2 separate regions of the Gasterosteus aculeatus genome follow, and region 1 is linked to region 2. A link is a contact called in public Hi-C data. All regions are on one chromosome and are shown on one strand. Each heading gives the region's core, a stretch centred on a gene start, on an enhancer-like site or on the middle of the called end of the contact. The rest is flanking DNA. Distances are from core to core; before and after follow the strand shown. Region 1 overlaps foxp1b (forkhead box P1b). Region 2 holds the start of foxp1b (forkhead box P1b).

Region 1 (2,700 bases), core at 147-2,646, 40 kb before region 2:
CAGGTGGGTTTTCCAAATGTGGGGGTAATCGTGTGGATCAAATAAAAGAGGGAGTGCAATCAGGCTGCAGCCACAACGTCACTGCTGCTTCTCCCAAACGCCACAGAGACGCGGCGGGGAAGCTGCTCAATGCGAAACGCTTTGTCTCTGGGAATCCATTCCGGGTTAGAAGGAACGTTGGAGGGTTCCCCCTTTTTACGGAAGAAAGAACGTTTATTCTTTAAACTTGAGGTGAAATGTAAATATCAGCAGGACTTCTTGGAAATGGGAATATGGAATTGACTTGATAGTGTTTTCCATCCAGATGCTTTATCTTAATCGTCACCTCACACGTTGCTAGAGGCCCAAACAAAACAAATGCACAGCCGGCGCTCGAGTCCCGGCGTGTCGGCGGAGCCCGCGAGAGACACGAGGAAGACGGACATGAAACAGACTGGAGACAAAGAGATGAAGGCAGACTCCTGAAGCCACACCCACCCACAGGGAGACGGGTGAGAGGAGCAAACACCAGGCATCCACCCAAATGACGCCGTGTTTACCAAACACGCCGTCACCGCATTTCGGCTTTTTCCCGGCAAACGCAGACGTGTGGGAACATCCCACTTCCTGCTCGCCGGCGTGCTGCTCAGCCAGCCGAGTCCGCGGTGACTCCTTGGTGTGGGGATGCGGGGGGGGGGGACAATCCCTTTTATCGCTCACCATGCTGGTCTCTAATCAGCAGCTGTCAGTGCACCTGTGCGGCCCACCAGACCCGCCCCACCCGCACCACCCCCACCACCCCCACCACCCGCCCCCCACGACCGCTACGACCGTACAGGCACAAATACAGTACACAAACAAGAGAACCCACCCAGCATGGAGTTAATTATTAAGCCCATTCAATAAGCAGCGGCCTGTGTGTGTGTGTGTGTGTGTGTGTGTGTGTGTGTGTTTACCTGCTGTGTGGACTTGCTTTTATTTAAAAGCAATCTTCAGATCCAAAGGTGGCGCAACAGCCTCCTCGCCCTGCGGACACAAGACGGGGAATTATTTGTAATTACTGGCGCTTACAGCTGCAGAGCTCGTCAACAGGCGCCGACCAGCACTTATACAGGAGCTGTAAGCTGTGCCCCCCCCCCCCCCCCACCGCCGGTGAGGTGTCTTATCTGGGAAATCACCAGAAGGGAATCAATTGGCCAGCATTGGCTTCCCCTCGGGGTTCAGGCCGAGCCGCGTCCCCCGACAGCCGGCATTCCAGGCCCCCCCCCCCCCCTCTTTAGGCAAAGCGTCCCTTTGCCGGGTGACGAGTCCCGTCCCCCCGTTAGCAACAACCGCGCCCCTCCACAACAACGCACCCGAGCGAGCAGTTTATTTGACGCGGGGGGGCGGGGGGGGGAGGGGGGCGTTGTACCTGTAGCGGCGCTGCCCCGGCTCCGCCCACCGGCCCTGATCGGCATGCACACGGCTCTCCTAACTGAGCACTCAACCACGGCGAGGAGAGGGAGGAAACGAAATCTTATTTTTATGGTAAACTGAGAAGTGACTGTGGGCCGATAACTCAGGTGCATTTGAATAAAAGCATTAAAGCATATCCAAATATGGAAGAAGAAAATAAAGAAATAAAAGAAGCTCCCACTGTTCTTTCTTGCCGTTTACATTTGGCAGTCAAAGCTGTGGCCGAGCTCCTGTTTATCTAAAGCAGACTGAGAAGATTAAAACACACACACACACACACACACACACACACACACACACACACACACTGGTCCAACTCGCCCAGTTTCAGCATTAATTTAAAGTTAAATGTCGTTGGTAACAGTCAACACGCAGAACGCCGCCGGGGGGGTTTGAACCATCCTCCAAAACTGGGCCGTTCCCACACAACCGCCCCATCATTGTGATTCATTACACCTCAATTAACATATCATCAATGGAACCGTAAATCAATGGCGAGTGGTGACAAATGACAGATATTTTCAGTTTCAAACTACTAAACATCATTAATTCCCATCACCTGAAAAGAGCCCCGGGGGCCAAATGAGTTTACCCGACGCATAACATCCATTTAGGCAAATGTTCCATCATTTTAACGGCGGAAACATTCGTATCGGGGTGAAGAAGAAAAAAAGGCATCGCCGGCTTTCCTCTGCTCGTACCGAGTGCCCATCCTGTGACGCCTAAACACATAATTGTCTTCATTTCAAACGGCACAAAGCTGGAACGTTATGCCGTTCAGAGCAGTGGGGGTGCAGAGAACTTATGGCGAGGATAAACAAGCGCCCGCTGGCTTCGCCCGGGCTGGGAGGAAAACGCAGCCCATCAAGCACTCCCACATCCAGATTTCGGGGGATGGAACCACTCGTGGTTGAGATAATTACCCACCCAGGTGGGTTACGTGCACGCTCCGTTAAGAGGCTCGGATCCAAGTGCAACGATTTCAAGAGACAAACAGGAGCCGTGGAGCATTTCGCTGGTTCCTTTTGGTTTGTTTAACGGAGCGGGAACAGAAGAGAAATCCGGGAGACGGTTCGGCCCCTTCAGAGGACGACACCGTCCAAAGACATGTCTCCTTTCTGAGCTCAAACGCCACGTGAACCGCGTGGGCTGCAGAACAAACACACACAGAAACATGCAAACACCGTGCCGTCACATGAAATACACAATGACCGGCACTGGTTGCAACCGAGCTCCAACAAAGACTTTTATTCTGCGTGAAGTGGA
Region 2 (2,912 bases), core at 323-2,822:
AGCACTGCCAGCAATCGCTGTTAAAGCTGCAGTTTCCCTTTTATAAAAAGGTCCTGCTGTTGCCAGCTGCAGACTGACTTACTGTAAAAAAATATATTAGGGGAATGCTTCATTCTCTCGTGTACGCGGTTCACTCTCAATAGAGATACATAATCGCTATCTTTTTTATATGAAGTTATCATTTTGGTGAGAATAAAAATTCTGTCTCACTTTACAAATGACTAATAAGTCATGAAGGACATTTGTTTGTGATATGTAAACATTAAATCATTTGTCTGCAATACACCTGTTTTGTATTATAAAATTAAAACAGAGCTAAAAAAGGAGCTGAAATATTTTTAATATAAATTTCACTGCTTTGAATTTATTTGTACAGGCAAATTAATTTTGCTCACCCAACGTTACATTTATTTGGATAGTAGAACACAAAAATATTACAATATTATAATTATTATTATTATAAAATTAATTTACCCGTCCACTCAATAGCAATAACGGGTCATTGTTGATTTAACACAATTTAAACCTTATTTTTCCAAAGTGAATAAAGTGCTCTGCAACTTCCGCTCCTTTACACACAGAAGAATGTCCACTTTGACCCCAGAAGAACCACCGCCGGTAGAACCCGCGGAACCAAACGAGGAGCCAGAACTAAACTAAACTAAACTAAACTAAAACTAAACTAGAGACTAAATCGTCTGAATCCTGTGTGTCCGCGACGTGTTGAACATCCGCTTTTAACGCCGTCTCGTGTCGGCGAACAGCCCCGTTGACGCACCTTCTTCCCGGCTGGTTGGGAGCGGACACGTGGGGGGAGAAAAGCCCCCCTGCGGTGCCCCGCGCCACAAATCACGACCCTCACAAGTTAACTAACGTCGCTTTAACGACGGCGCGCCGCGTGCACGCGCCGGGTGGTGCTGCTGGTGGTGGTGGTGCTGCTGGTGGGGGGGCTCGCGACGAGACACAACTAAGTTAACAAACACAACTTTCACAGCGAAACAAAACGAGCGGCGGACGCGGCGCTGCCCGCACGCACACACACACACACACACACACTGACGTTAACATTAAGGTAACACAACTTACCCGCGTGGACACGCGCGGGGCTACCGATGCAATAACGGAGCCGTGCACGCGACAACAGATCGCACCGTCAACAGCGGCCGGTGGAGGTGGAGGAGGAGGTGCCGGTGGAGGTGGAGGAGGTGGGGGACTTACTTACTAACTTAACTACGAGGAGGAAAAAGCTCGTCTCGCCGAGGAGGGCGTCGAGGAAAAAGAAGCGAAACGTGGAGTTTGGCGCGCGCTGACTCCCGGTGCTGGCGGGGAAACGCGCGAGCTGCTCTGCTCCTCCTCGGCTGATGTTCAGATGATTACACGGAGGGAGAAGAAGGGGAGAAAACAAGCGAGAGGGCGAGAATCGCCGATTTGGATGTTGTTGTTTTTGATGTTCCAGGTCCGTGACGTCACATCCACCTGCTGGGTGAAGCGCGTTTGCCGCGTCGCGGATCCTCCGCCGCGCATCACAGCCGCGCGAGCACGAGTGCGTCCTTTCCGCTGCGCGCTGAGCTCAACGCGTGACACGGACTACAACTTATTATTTCAGAGAATTGTCCCGTCTTTTTCTCTCGTTTTTTAGATGTTATCAACTCAAATATGAGAAGTTGTAACTGGTGTTAAGTTTTAAAAAGAAGAAAGGTGCAGATTCCCAGAGGACTTCATGGCTCTATTTTCTGGCGTGTGGTTCCAATTCCATATTTTAATATTTTAAAGGGCATGTCTGAATTTCAGATAAGTAACTTCAACGAATCTGTGCTGCGGCCTTTTTTGCTTCTTTTTTTTTGGTTAAATAGTTTTGTTCACTTCTTCACAGTTTCACCTCAGCAGACAGTCACAACAAGTGCAAATAAAAAATAAAATCCTGATAGTAGTTCAAATCTGAGTGAGCGAGAACCACCGTCCAGTCGACGCCTGACGCGCTGACGTGACGTGAAGAACACGCCTAACGTGGTTCTTTCCCTCCTGAAGCTCCTCGCTGCTTCATCATGGCCGCGCTGCTGGAGACGTCCTCTTGTTGGTGGACAGCGCCGCCCTGTGGCCAAGTCCCGTCTCAGGGGCCCTGCTGCGGTATTTAACCACCACAGTGTGACTTTATGACTCGATCCTCTTTTATTACAGATGTGGAGGGTTACACTCCTCTGGTCACACCTGTGAGGGTTGGCGGTTCGATCCCGGGTGCTGCTAACCTGCACGTCCACGTGTCCTCGAGCAAGACACTTGGCCCAGCACGTGGCCACAGTGAATGTTAGCGGCTGGTGTCTGTGTGAAGGAGCTGCTGTCACCACTGTGTGAGTGGATGAATGATGTGTGGTCAGAAGTAAAGTCCATTAGCATCAGCTATGGATCGAGCTTCTGAGGATACTTGGAGACTTTTCGTAGCATATTGACGATGACAAATAATTTAAAAAAAACACTTTTAAAATGGTGGTTATCTTAAGAATAATTTAAATGTTTTACCTTAGTCTATAATACTTCAGATGTCACTTGTAGTTTAGGGTTTGGGTTTGTAAACCCACAAAACCTTTGTGTGGTTTAAGGCATTCAGGCCAAACTAAACGCAGGAAAACCTATTTTCCATCCTTTGGTTCTTTAACAGACAATAAATAATTTAGACATAAACGCGTTTGACAACAACAATTTGGACACGATTGATTAATGAAAAAAGGGGGTGTAAATAAATACAACGAGGGCTTAAGACAGGGTGATATGTTCTCAGGTCTTATATGCATAAAACAGTTCCATCACTTGTCTTTGTCATTAACATAATTACAACGTGTCCTCAAACCTGTGGCTTGTAAACAGCAAATTCCAAGTGCAAAGGTTGATATGAGCACATGTTGTAGTCACATCCG

The links. A called contact is a pair of places that touch in the nucleus more often than the background predicts.
Region 1: a Hi-C map of skeletal muscle shows a contact between it and region 2, with 2.5 times the contacts expected there. The contact joins the enhancer-like site here to the promoter of foxp1b in region 2. A contact is called at or near these places in 2 of 6 Hi-C or Micro-C datasets (skeletal muscle and tail fin).

The regions. Positions count from the first base shown.
Region 1 is chr17:20,993,732-20,996,431 of fGasAcu3.hap1.1, reverse strand. It overlaps foxp1b (forkhead box P1b), which reads right to left. Exons shown (of 19, transcript XM_078092549.1): 3 at 936-1,005. Among protein-coding and RNA genes, the nearest start is that of foxp1b, 40 kb to the right of the region's middle. Within about 2 kb of position 1,396, at least 1 of the 9 cell types and tissues checked has open chromatin away from gene starts, as enhancers often do.
Region 2 is chr17:20,953,810-20,956,721 of fGasAcu3.hap1.1, reverse strand. It overlaps foxp1b (forkhead box P1b), which reads right to left and starts at 1,572. Exons shown (of 19, transcript XM_078092549.1): 1 at 1,087-1,572.